2 separate regions of the Sus scrofa genome follow, and region 1 is linked to region 2. A link is a contact called in public Hi-C data. All regions are on one chromosome and are shown on one strand. Each heading gives the region's core, a stretch centred on a gene start, on an enhancer-like site or on the middle of the called end of the contact. The rest is flanking DNA. Distances are from core to core; before and after follow the strand shown. Region 1 has its middle 29 kb from the start of SERINC2. Region 2 has its middle 6.0 kb from the start of FABP3.

What was found. Hi-C and Micro-C count contacts between places; a contact is called where the count stands out from the background.
Region 1: a Hi-C map of liver shows a contact between it and region 2, with 6 times the contacts expected there. The contact joins two enhancer-like sites. A contact is called at or near these places in 3 of 47 Hi-C or Micro-C datasets (embryonic fibroblasts, liver and retroperitoneal adipose tissue).

Annotation. Positions count from the first base shown.
Region 1 is chr6:88,021,896-88,028,536 of Sscrofa11.1, reverse strand. No RefSeq gene overlaps it. Among named protein-coding and RNA genes, the nearest start is that of SERINC2, 29 kb to the right of the region's middle. Within about 2 kb of position 3,251, at least 14 of the 83 cell types and tissues checked have an H3K27ac peak or open chromatin away from gene starts, as enhancers often do. A contact at or near this core is called in liver, where this site is marked.
Region 2 is chr6:87,953,440-87,960,015 of Sscrofa11.1, reverse strand. No RefSeq gene overlaps it. Among named protein-coding and RNA genes, the nearest start is that of FABP3, 6.0 kb to the right of the region's middle. Within about 2 kb of position 2,110, at least 6 of the 83 cell types and tissues checked have an H3K27ac peak or open chromatin away from gene starts, as enhancers often do. A contact at or near this core is called in liver, where this site is marked.

The DNA.
Region 1 (6,641 bases), core at 2,002-4,501, 67 kb before region 2:
TTCCCAGGCTAGGGGTTGAATCGGAGCTGCAGCCACCGGCCTACACCAGAGCCACAGCAACGCTGGATCCGAGCCACGTCTGCAAACTACACCACAGCTCACGGCAACGCCGGATCGTTAACCCACTGAGCAAGGGCAGGGGCTGAACTCGTAACCTCATGGTTCCTAGTCGGATTTGTTAACCACTGCGCCACGGTGGGAACTCCACTCTTCTCTGTTTTTGTAGTGGTTTTCATTACCTGAAATTACCTTATTTATTAATTTGTTGAGGAGTTCCCATCGTGGGGCAGTGGAAACGAATCCAACGAATCCAACTAGGAACTATGAGGTTGCAAATTCAATCCCTGGCCTTGATCAGTGGTTAAGGATATGGCGTTGCTGTGAGCTGTGGTGTAGGTCACCGACACGGCTTGGATCTGGAGTTGCTGTGGCCCTGGCATAGGCTGACAGCTGTAGCTCTGATTTGACCCCTAGCCTGGGAACCTCCTTATGCCATGGATGTGGCTCTAGAAAGACAAAAAGACCAAAAAAAAAAAATTTAATTTGTTGACCTGTTTGTGTGTTAATATTTACTGACCCCCTACTTTGTGCCACCACATTGTTGACCTTAAAAATAAAACAGTCAGGGAGTTCCCATTGTGGTTTAGTAGGTTAAGGACCTGACGTTGTCTTTGAAGATGCAGGTTTGACCTCTGGTCAGGCCCAGGGGGTTAAGGATCTAGTGTGGCGCAGGTCACAGCTCCAGCTCAGATTCAGTCCTTGGCCTGGGAACTTCCATATGCCATGGGTGCAGCCAAAATAAATTTAAAATTAAAAATTAAAGTCAATTATTTTAATAGCAAAAGTGGGTTTATTTGAAACTAGCAGATAACTGCAATTCCAGAAAAGCAAGCCACAACAAATACCACAGACAAGAAAGACAAACAAAGGCAAGGAATACAATCTAATCTTATTTATAGAGATAAAGGAGAAAGTTGAGAGGGGTTGTTTTGAACTAAAATTCATTGGAGAAAACTGAGAGTTCAGGGTGATGATGGTTTCTCATTGGCTGAGTTGGTGGGGTAGTTGATTTCTTGCAGGAGATGCAATGTATATCTTTTCCTGTTGCAGCCTGTAATTGATGATTTGATTATTCTTTTTTTTCTTTTTTTTTTTTTTTTTTTTTTTTTGTCTTTTACCATTTCTTAGGCTACTCCCACGGCACATGGAGGTTCCCAGGCTAGGGGTTGAAACGGAGCTGTAGAAACGGAGCTGTAGCCACTGGTCTACGCCAGATCCAAGCTGTGTCTGCGACCTACACCACAACTCACGGCAACACCAGATCCTTAACCCACGGAGCAACGCCAGGGATTGAACCCACAACCTCATGGTTCCTAGTCAGATTCGTTAACCACTGAGCCAAGACGGGAACTCCGATTTGATGATTCTTCTGTGTTGATTTTTCAGATAGGCTCTGTAATTTGAACTGGAGTGGTACTTCAAGAGCTCCCCCTTCTGGCCTCTCAACTCCATTTCAGCGAGGTTTCCCTATTAATTTTCAGTGGGAAGGTGTTCCAGCACCAAGACCAGAGCCTACACTTGATGAGGCTAAATAAACTGTTGAGAGGATGTGCATTTAGTCCAGGCTCTGAGAGAACGGACACTAGTCAAATGTCAGATGTAACTGTATAATGGAAAGCACCTAACTAGAATTCAGTCTAGCTTGGTGATCCTGAAGCTAAGATTTAGGACCTGCAGAGAACAGAAAGTATTCAACCTAGTTTAAACAGGAAGGAATCTATTACAGAGTGTTCTATGTTATAAAAAATCAGGAGATCTTAAAAATGGGGGGGGCACAGTCTTTAAGGCATTAGCCTGCTGTGGCCCCCTTTGCCTAGCAAAGCAATCAAGCTATCTTTAAAAAAAAGAAAAAGAAAATCAGGAGACCTGAAAGAAACAAATTTTAGATTGAGCTTTCAGCACTGACTCCCAGAATCACACCATGGAAGCTGGTTCCCAAGAGAGCTGCCCCTGGCTCCAGATCCTCACCACCCCTGCTGAAGCCACCAGGATCAGGGAGCTCTTGCTGCCACCCCTGCAGAGCCATGCTGTGCCTGTCACAATGGATTGGCATTGCCAGCAGACCCACCAGCAGCAGCTGCCCAGCCCCACCTCTCACCCTACCTGAACCTGATACCTACACACTAGAAAGGGCCATAGACAAGAACAAATATGTGCAAACAACGCTTGTCAGCAGAAACTTACGTCTCCCTTCCAAAGGTCATGTAAGCGTCTCCAATTGGCTGAAGCTAAGTCACACCCAGAACTCAAGCTCTGAGTGAAAGGGAGTTTGGGAAATGTGTTTTCATTTTTCCAGCTCTGCCGAAAGGCAGACCCAGAGAGGAAGAGCAAATGGATACTGAGGGACTGTCTGCTGTATGCATCACCATGCAGGTGCATGTGTGTGCCTTGTGTGCACACGTGTCTGTCTGTGCATGTACAAGTGCTATGGACATGTTTGCATGTATGTGTGTTTGTGCTTGTGTGAATGTGTGTGTATGCATGTGTACACATTTGTGTGCATGTGTGTGATGGGGGGGCATTTGGAGGAGTAGCAGACATCAAGACCGGAGAGAAGGAGGCATTATCAAAAAGACCATCACACGGAGTTCCCGGCGTGGCACAGAGGAAACGAATCCGATTGGGAACCATGAAGTTGCGGGTTTGGTCCCTGGCCTCGATTAGGTGGGTTAAGGATCTGGCATTACCGTGAGCTGTGGTGTAGGTCGCACACATGGCTCGGATCCCAAGTTGCTATGGCTCTGGTGTAGGCTGGCAGCTGTAGCTCTGATTGGACCCCTGGCCTGGGAACCTCCATATGCCATGGGAGCAGCCCTAAAAAAAGAGGGAAAAAAAAAAGACCATCACAGACACTTCCTCTGTGAGGACCTGTACCAGAGCTCCTGAGAGTCCTTCAGCCAAGCTAGGAGAACAGGCTTTAACTGTCCAGTGGTCTAGTTCTACCTCCTTACTTTCACTAGTAGGGAAAACAAAGCCAGAGGAATTCATGTCCTCACCTAAGGCCATACTGCAAGTTGAAGCATTGGCCTAAACCCAACCAGGTCCCCAAGGGGTAAGGCCTCTGTTCTTCACTTGGTGACCAGGTGCTCAGGGAGGGTTTCACCTGAAGGATCCTCCTGTACTGGGCGCCCGGTCACCAAGACGCCAGGGGGCGCTGCCTTTCCCTTGCTCAGCAGGACTCGTCTCTGGTCCTTCTGGGGCAGGCTCTGCGGTACCTCAACGATAGCAAATATTTACAGACACCTGCTGTGAGCCGGGCAGTGTGGCAGGTGGCGGTGGGAGGCGGATGAACACGTAGGTTATAATGCCTCCCTCCAGCAATGCCCAGTCCTCTGGGTGAGTCAGGTGAACAATCAAGAGGCCAGAGGGAGGGAGGGGGCACGGAGGAGCCATCCTAACTGTTGTCAACAAGGAAACTGAGACTCAGAGAGGATCCCTGACTTGGCCAAACTTATGCAGCCCCTCAGTGGCTGAGCCCAGATTTTGAATGCAATATATTTTGTTAACCTGAAACAATAAACAAGCCTGTTTTTTTACCAGCAAAACAGGTTTATCTGGGAGCAGCAAAGAATTGGAACTGTGGAAGACCACATCCAAGTCCAGTAAAGGAGAGGAAACCTTATATAGAGAAGGGGAAGTCGGAAGGGGCTGTTATAAACAAAAGGTCTATTGGAGAAAGCTGGGATTTTGAAGTATAGCAGCTTTTCATTGGCTGAGCTGTGACAAGCTCTCACTGGTTAAGCTGTTGCCAGTGGAGGAGAAAATCTTTCTTCCTCCTGCTGAAGGCTGTAAAGTAGTTCACTTCCTGCTGGAGATGCAAGGTATGTCTCTTCCTATGGGTTTGTGGTTTTGGTTGGGTTTGGGGTTTTGTTTGGGGTTTTTGGTTTTTGTGTTTGTTTCTTCCCGCTGGGATCTGTATTAATGCCTAGTGGACTTTCATAGAGTTCCCCCTTCTGGCCTCTGGCTCCACCTTAGGGAGGTTTTCCTTCATTAATTTTTCACTCTTTAAATCCAAACCCATGATTTTATAATATAGGAGGCAGGATAGCAGAGAGGGTGGGCTTAGATGTCACCCAGACCTGTGTCCAAATCCTAGGCCGAGCCCTTTATCAGCTGTGTGTCTTGGGTGAGTTACAAACCTCTCCTCGCCTTGGTTTTCTCACACATAAAACGAGGCCATGAATATTTCTTCCTTGTGGAAAAGGAGGGAGAGTTAGATGAGATAATGCATGGAAATGGCTGAGCCTGTTCTGCAGCACATAAGAAATCCTCAGTAAGTGGAATACTATTCAGCCATTAAAAAGAATGAAATAATGTCACTCACAGCAACATGGATGCAACTAGAGATTCTCATACTAAGGAAAGTAAGTCAGAAAGATAAATACCATATGATACCGCTTATATGTGCAATCTAAAATACAGCACAGGGAGTTCCCGTAGTGGTGCAGCAGAAACAAATCCAACTAGGAACCATGAGGTTACAGGTTCAATCCCTGGCCTCGATCAGTGGATTAAGGATCCAGCGTTGCCGAGAGCTGTGGTGTAGGTCACAGACACAGCTCAGATCTGTGGCGTAGGCCGGCAGCCATAGCTCTGATTTGACCCCTAGCCTGGGAACCTCCATATGCCACGGGTGTGGCCCTAAAAATCAAAATAAATAAACAAATAAATAAATAAAAATAAGATATGGCACAAATGAACCTATCTACAAAACAGAAACAGACTCACAGACGTAGAGCACAGACTCGTGGTTGCCAAGGTGGAGGGAAGGGGGAGGGGGACGGACTGGGAGTTCAGGGTTAGTGAATGCAAACTATTACATTTAGAATGGATACACAATGAGGTCCTGCTGTATAGCACAGGGAACTGTATCCAATCTCTTGGGATAGATCATAATGGAAGATAATATAAAAAGGGAATGTATATGTATGTATGAGTGGGTCCCTTTGCCATATAGCAGAAATCAGCATGTCGTGAATTGACTATAATATAAAATAAAGTGGAGGAGTTCCCATCGTGGTTCAGTGGTTAATGAATCCCACTAGGAACCATGAGGTTGCAGGTTCGATCCCTGGCCTTGCTCAGTGGGTTAAGGATCTGGCATTGCTGTGAGCTGTGGTGTAGGTCACAGACATGGCTCGGATCTGGCATTCCTGTGGCTCTGGCCTAGGCCAGCCGCTACAGCTCCGATTTGACCCCTAGCCTGGTAACCTCCATATGCCGCAGGAGCAGCCCTAGAAAAGACAAAAAGACCAAAAATAAATAAATAAATAAAATAAAGTGAAGGTGGTCGGGCGGACTGTGTTCCCTCTACCAGGGCAAAGGTTAGTTGATTGACTGACTGACCATCTGAATGAATATTGGTTGATTCTGGAGCAGCTGTGAGAAGGCAAAGGGGATGGAGAGTTGATAGCAGTGGTTGAGGGAGCCCTGGGCTTGGGTTGAGAGACTTGGGTTCAGGTACTGAATGTAAAACCGTACACCTCAGTTTGGAACTTGAACTCACGTGCTGGGACTCTAACCCAGCTAAGACTCAGATCGGTACTTGAACCCATGGGCCAGGACTCAAACCCGGCCAAATCCCAGACTGGGACTTGAACTCATTGGTTTTTTTTTTTGTTGTTTTTAATTAAATTCACACACCTAGTCCCGGGGACGTACTGAAGTGCCGTGGATGTCTCAGCACAGAAAGAATTCAGTGAGCGGCAAAGTGATAGGGAAGAAGCAGCTTTACGGAGAGACAGAGTGTGGGCCATCTCAAAGGCAAGAGGCCCTGAAATGCAGGGTAGTGAGTTTTTCTGGGCTGGCGATTTCATAGGCTGATGAGTGGGAGGATTAATTCAACTATTTCTGGGAAGAGGAGGGGGTTTCCAGGAATTGGGCCACCACTCACTTTTTGGCCTTCTGTCTCAGAACTGTCACGGTGCCTGTGGATGCTGTGTCATTCAGTATATGCCAGGGTATTACAATGAGCATATAACGAAACTCCAGGTCCACTGAAAGTCAAATCATAAACCACCTTGGACCTAGTTGGTTGTAAACAGTTCTTACCATATCCTGAAGGACTCTGTCATTCTTTCAAGGTTTGTGCCCTGCCTCCTTCCCTCCCGTTTCAAATGTGCAGGGTGAGAGGAAGGGGCTGATGGGGGAAGAGCACAGGGAGAGTGACCAGGGCAGAGGCCCACATGGTTCTGCAGTGAGAGGACAGGACCACCCAGGAGCTGGAGCTCCTTGGTGAGGGGTTAAGTGCCAGAGGTGGGGAGGTCCAGGCTATGGAGTTCAGAGGTCACCAACTGGAAACCTGAGTGCATGTCTGGTTTGGCCACTGCTGTGTTTAAAACAACAGGAACCTTGGGGGTTTCCACCATGGCACAGTGGGTTAGGAGTCCAACTTCAGCCGCTCTAGTAGCTGCTGAGGTGTGGGTTCAATCCCCAGCCTGGGTGGTAGGTTGCAGGTGTGGCTCCGATTCAATTGGATTCAGTCCCTGGCCCAGGAACTTTTATATGCCATGTGTCATTATCTCTTCATCAGGCGTGTTCTAGGCACCAGGAAAATGATAATTAACAAGAGTAGGTTCTCG
Region 2 (6,576 bases), core at 861-3,360:
CAATCCCTACCATAGAGGTGGGGACACTGAAGGGAAGAGACTGGCCCAAAGTCACAGAGCAAGACAGGGCAAAGATGGTCACAGGAAAAGATAATGCAGAATAGTGGTTAAGTCATACAAACTCTAGAGCCAGTCTGCCTGGATCCTAATCCTCACTCTCACGTGTAAATGAATGTTGGGGACAATAGTGCCTACATCACTGGGTTATTGTTAGGAGTTCAAGAGTCAAAAGACTGAAAACTGCTAAGGCTAGTGCTTGGCACTTATTCAGGGCTGCAGTGATGTTAGCAATATTTTTTTTGCACCCGACTTTACAGCAGATTCTCAATAACCACAATCTCATGTATTTCTTCCCACAGCCCTGAAAGGCAGACATTACTACCTCCATGGCACAGAGGAGGAAACAGGCACAGAGATTGGCCAAGTTCACGCAGATGGTATGTCTCCCAACCATCTATCAGTGGTCTTTCCATATCCAGCCCCCTGCCCCTGACAGTGCATACACTGGCTCATCACATGGAAGTGACCAGAGACAGCCATTTGGAGAGCCAGCCCTTGCCTCCCGATACTGCCCTGGACTCCTCTGACCCCTGCACAGGGCTACCCTGTTGTGGGGAGGACAATCTTGCTTATCTGACGTCATCCCTCTTGACTCTGATCCCCGCCTTCTAATGTCTTGGTCTTGCACCTCCCACCCCTCGAAGGGGAAACCTCTCACCATGGGCTCCAGTCTTGTCTCCCAGCCTACCAAGTTCTTCCTGCAAATGACTCTTTCCATTTCCTACTTAGTGTCTCTGTTCACTACAGAGCCCAGGGATGCTGCTCCCCAGGGACCCCCAGCCGGCCTCAAGATCCCAAGTGCCTAAAAAACCCCAAGCTAGGAGTTCCCGTCATGGCTCAGTGGTAACAATACCAACCAGTATCCATGAGGATGCAGGTTCAATCCCTGGCCTTGCTCAGTGGGTTAAGGGTCTGACGTTGCATGAGCTGTGGTGTAGGTTGCAGACATGACTCGGATCCCGTGTTGCTGTGGCTGTGGGTGCAAACTTCCATATACCATGGGTGCAGCCCTAAAAAAGCAAAAAAAAAAAAAAAAAAAAAAAAAAAGCAACAACAAGCCAAGCCAGGCTGAAAGCCTTGGCTTTTCACCTGCTTCCTGGAACACTACTGGCCCCAGACTCCTGGAGCTAACACCTACTCCCCACCAGGCCCCTTGCCATGTCTTGCCAGCTTTCCTCATCTAAAGACACACAGCGGCCACATGTGCACACTAACCAGGCTCATCAGGCCTCCTGGGGCTGCCTGAAACTTTGCAGAATCTTGGGCAAGCTACTCCTGAATGAAGTGCACTTGAGGGAATGACCATTGAACCATCTGGTTAGTGCCAGGTCACATGGCACACAAACATGACCCAGAACTCAGGGTGGTGTGATGTGATGTTTTGTAAGCCTTAGGTTTACCTTTCTAATTATACTTAATCAAATATCCTTTATATTTTTTCAGAGGCAATTTTTTTTTCTTTTCTTTTTTTTTCTAGGACCGCACTCACAGCATATGGAGGGTCTCAGGCTAGGAGTCAAATCGGAGCTGTAGCTGCCAGCCTACACCACAGCCATAGCAACTCGGGATCTGAGCCGCGTCTGCCACCTACACCACAGCTCACGGCAACACTGGCTCCTTAACCCACTGAGCGAGGCCAGGAATCGAACCGGCATCTTCACTAGTCAGATTTGTTTCCACTGAGCCATGATGGGAACTTCCCAGAGGCAAATTTTTCCTTCGATAGAGTAGTTTAGGGTAGGAGTCAGGGGCAGCCCAAGTCTGGGATCTTGTTTGAATACTTCCTGGGAACTGTCCTATCCCTAAAGAGAACTCCATGGAGACTCGGACTATACCTAGATGCCCAGAAAGGCAACTCCCCCGAGTGTACTTGGGGCCCCACTTACTCTGGAAATTACCCAGTCTCGTGGCCCTCAGGGATGGCTTAAGAAAGAGGACATGAGAGGATACTTTGGCAGGAGGAAAATTGAGAGCAGTAGACAAGAGAGGGAGGAGGCTTTTCAAACAGAGAGAATATTGACCAGGACAAGTGGCTTTCTTTGTTTGAGAGACTGTTTGTCTGCTCCGCAAATCTCTGCCTGGCCCAGCACCAGGCTCTGTGGACATAGCAGGGAGCCCTCACAGGTTCTCCAGTGTGATGGGAAGACAGACGCTGAAACAAGTGGACTCCATGAAAGCAGGCTAAGTGCATTGACAGGGCGATTCAGGGCTTCCTGTAGGAAGGGTTACCTTTGAAAGCTGAGATGTGAACAGGAGTTAACTAACAAAGTAATGCCTGGGGAGGAAGAGTATTCCAGGCAGACAGCGAATGAGAAACATGGCACCCCTCAAAGCACAGAAGGGCAGAGTGGGAGTTCCCACTGTGGTGCAGCAGGTTTAGGATCTGGTGTCGCGTCTTTGTAGCAGCGCAGGTTCTATCCCCAGGACCCTCACTGTGGGTTAATGATCTGACTCTGCTGCCTAAGCGAGGGATGTGGGTCTTGCGCTTAAAAGGCCAGGGGCAGCCAGGGGAGTAGGCTGAGAAGATAAACAATTAGCCTTTGTACTGCATTCCCAAACTTATCCTACCTTATCTTCCCAGAGTCCTTGGGAGGCCAGCTAGGTGGGGATGGTGCTGTGCTTTTTGCAAAAGGAGAGATCAGGACTTGCCTGAGGCCACCCAGCTAAGGAGCAGGGGTAGGACTGGAACCCAAATGAGTTTCACCCCAGAGTCCCTAAAGCTGGGGAAGTGCACAGATTCACTCCCTCATCCGCACATTCAATATTCACACACTCATCGTTTAGAGTCATTCATTCATGCCATTTATTCATGCCTGCCGGGCACTCTTCCTGGAGCAGGATTTCAGTGATAAATGAGACTCGTGAAACACATGGAGCTGTTACTGTCCAGAGCTCTCGGGCTCCCTAATCAATAGGTATTGATAAGAGGCCAAACAGGAAAATTCAGGCAAGGCTTTTGGGGAACCCTGCTGCAGCAGGAAGGAGCCAAAACAAGCAACAGTTTCCTTTGTGTGCTGGTTCCCTGGGTATGGGGAGGTGGCAGCTGGGAACTCTTGCCTTATATGGGGACAAGTCCGGGGGCGGGGGTAGGGGCAGGGATGGTGGGGAAGGCTTGTGCGGTCTGCCCACCCCCATGGTGGTGTTTTGTGCAGGGAGCATGCGTAGTACCCTGATGTGGCTCTAGGCTCTTCAGAAGTGGCAGTTTGGTTTTTAGTTTTTGTGTGTCTTCTTGTCCATAATTTGCCCCAGCTGCACATGTATGCAGTTATTTATTTATTTCTCTTGTCTTTTTAGAGCCACACCCAAGGCATATGGAAGTTCTCAGGCTAGGGGTCAAATTGGAGCTGCAGCTGCCCGCTTAAAACACAGCCGCAGGAACTCGGAATCCCAGCCCTGTCACAGCTCACGGCAATGCTGGATCCTTAACCCACTGAGCAAGTCCAGGGATCGAACCTGCGTACTCATGGATCCTAGTCTTGTTTATTACCACTGAGCCACCCAGGAACTCCATATGCAGTTATTTTTAGTCTCTTAAAGTTCCTTTGTATTTCATTGCTTGAGATGTTTGTCCAGATGCACACATTGCAGCCACTGCAGCAAAGGCTCCCAGGCCCTAGGTCCCAGCCTGTCTCAGGACAAGGCTAAAGAGTTTGCGCTTAGGAGTTCCTGTCGTGGCACAGTGGTTAACAAATCCGACTAGGAACCAGGAGGTTGTGGGTTCGATCCCTGGCCTTGCTCAGAGGGTTAAGGATCTGGCGTTGCCATGAGTCGTGGCATAGGTCGCAGACGAGGCTCAGGTCCCGAGTTGCTGTGGCTCTGGCGTAGGCCAGTGGCTAGGTGGCTACAGCTCCGATTAGACCCCTAGACTGGGAACATCCATATGCCGCGGGAGAGACCCTAGAAAAGGCAAAAAGACAAAAAAAAAAAAAAAAAAAAAAGAGTTTGGGCTTGGAGTGGAGTTCCCATCACAGCTCAGGGGTAAATAATCCGACAAGGATCCATGAGGCCGTGGGTTCGATCCCTGGCCTTGCTCAGTGGGTTAAGGATTCGGCATTGCCGTGAGCTATGGTATAGGTTGCAGGCTCAGATCTGGCGTTGCTGTGGCTGTGGTGTAGGCTGACAGCTACAGCTCTGATTCAACCCCTAGCCTAGAAACTTCCATGTGCCACGGGTGCAGTCCTAAAAAGACAAAAAGAAAAGAAAAAAGAGTTTGGGCTTGATTCTGCCAGCAAGCGGAGGACAGCTGGTTTCTGGGAAGGAAGGGTGACAGTCCTCCACTGGGAGCTGCACGCCCCCCAGGCCCCTGCAAGGAGAGCCATTGTTCTCCTTCCAGGGAGCACTTTGCCACAGGCAGCAGTTTCCAAGAAGCAAACTGGTGTTGAGTACACCCCTGTCTTTTGCCATCACTTGTTCTCCAAGACCCACAGTATCTGGAAGTCTAGAGGAACTAGGAAGCAATTTCCTAGTGGCACAAAGAACACTCCATTCCAGCCACTGTGGCTGCAATCCCCACCTCACCACCCCAACTGTGAGCTCAGGGAGGGCAGGGCTGCGACTCTCCTGTTTACCCTGAATTCCCACTGGACCCAGCACAGTGCTGAGCATAGGCGATGCTCCATGAGTCTCCTGGAATGGATACATTATTTATTTATTTATTTTTTATTTTGGGGGTCTTTTTTTAGGGCCACACCCATGGCATATGGAGATTCTCAGGGGTCCAATTGGAGCTGCAGCTGCTGGCCTACGCCACAGCCACAGCCACACGGGATCCGAGCCATGTCTGCCACCTCCACCACAGCTCACGGCAATGAGGGATCCTTAACCCACTGAGCATGGCCAGGGATCAAATCTGCATCCTCATGGATGCTAGTCGGGTTTGTTAACCATGAGCCATGACGGGAACTCTCTGGATACATTATTTAAAACGAGAGAAAGGAAGACATGAGAAGACATCACTGCAGCATCGGAAGGCACTCAGGGACGTCAGCGAGGAGGAGGAGAGAGAGATGTTTGGACCCTCTTCCATCCAGGCCTTGGCTCATTCTTGCGTACTGCTGAGTCAAACGCCCTGGAGTAAAGACGCAGAAGGAAGGGAGTCACCATCTCTTGAGTGCTGGTGTGTGTTAGCCTTTCCACATTATCTCTTTCTTTTTTTTTTCTTTTTTTTTTTTTGGTCTTTTTGCTATTTCTTTGGGCCACTTCCGCGGCATATGGAGGTTCCCAGGCTAGGGGTCGAATTGGAGCCGTAGCCACTGGCCTACGCCAGAGCCACAGCAACGCGGGATCCGAGCCGAGTCTGCAACCTACACCACAGTTCACGGCAACGCCGGATCCTTAACCCACTGAGCAAGGGCAGGGACCAAACCCACAACCTCATGGTTCCTAGTCGGATTCGTTAACCACTGCGCCACGACGGGAACTCCCCACGTTATCTCTTTCAACCCTCGTGACAATTGGGCAGAATAGGTGGCCTACTTCCATTTGGGAGGAAAGGACACTCAGAAGGGGGAAAGCATTTATTCCGGGTCTCTAGCTAGTAATTGGCAGGCTTGGGATATAGAGTAACAGGCCTCTTGGAATTCCCGTTGTGGCTCAGCGTGTTAAGAGCCTGGCCAGTATCTAGGAGGACACAGGTTCGATCCTCGTCCTTGTTCAGTGGGTTAAGGATTCGGTGTCGCCATGAGTTGCCGTGTAGGTCATAGATGCAGCTTGCATTTGGCATTGCTGTGGCTGTGGTAGGCAGTTGCAACACTGATTCAACCCCTAGCCTGGGAACTTCCACATGCTGCAGGTGTGGCTGTAAAAACACAAAACAAAACAAACAAAGAAACAAACAAAACAGAACTGTTTCTAAAGATGCTGCTTCTGAGGAGCTCCTGCTGTGGTGCAACAGGATCAGGAGTATCTCTAGAGTGCTGGAACACAGGTTTGAGCCCTGGCCTGGCACAGTGGGCTAAGGATCCAGCCTTGCCACAGCTGCAGCTTGGATCTGATCCCTGGCCCACGAACTCCATATGCCACGGGGTGGCCAAAAAAAGAAAACAAACAAACAAAAAAACAAAGCAGGAGTTCCCATCGTGGCACAGTGGAAAACCGACTAGGAACCATGAGGTTTCAGGTTTGATTGCTGGCCTTGCTTAGTGAGCTAAGGATCCAGCGTTGCTGTGACCCATGGTGTAGATCGAAGACGTGCTTCCACCTGTGCTGTGGCTGTGGCCGCAGCTGTAGCTCCGATTGGACCCCTAGCCTGGGAACCTCCATATGTCGCAGGTGCAGCCCTAAAAAGCAAAAAACAAAACAAAACAACAAAACAAAAAAAACCAAAGCAGATACTGCTTCTGAATAGAACATGCACCAAGGGAGCGGTGGTGTGGAGGGAATGGAGAGAAGGGTTATCTAAGACTTGATTCCATGGAAGGCAGAGACAGAGTCCCTCTACCACTACCAGCCAAAGAGAAAAATTCCCAGCTACAGGTATTGTGAGTGGGAATGGTCAGCATCTGAAGATTTAGGTCC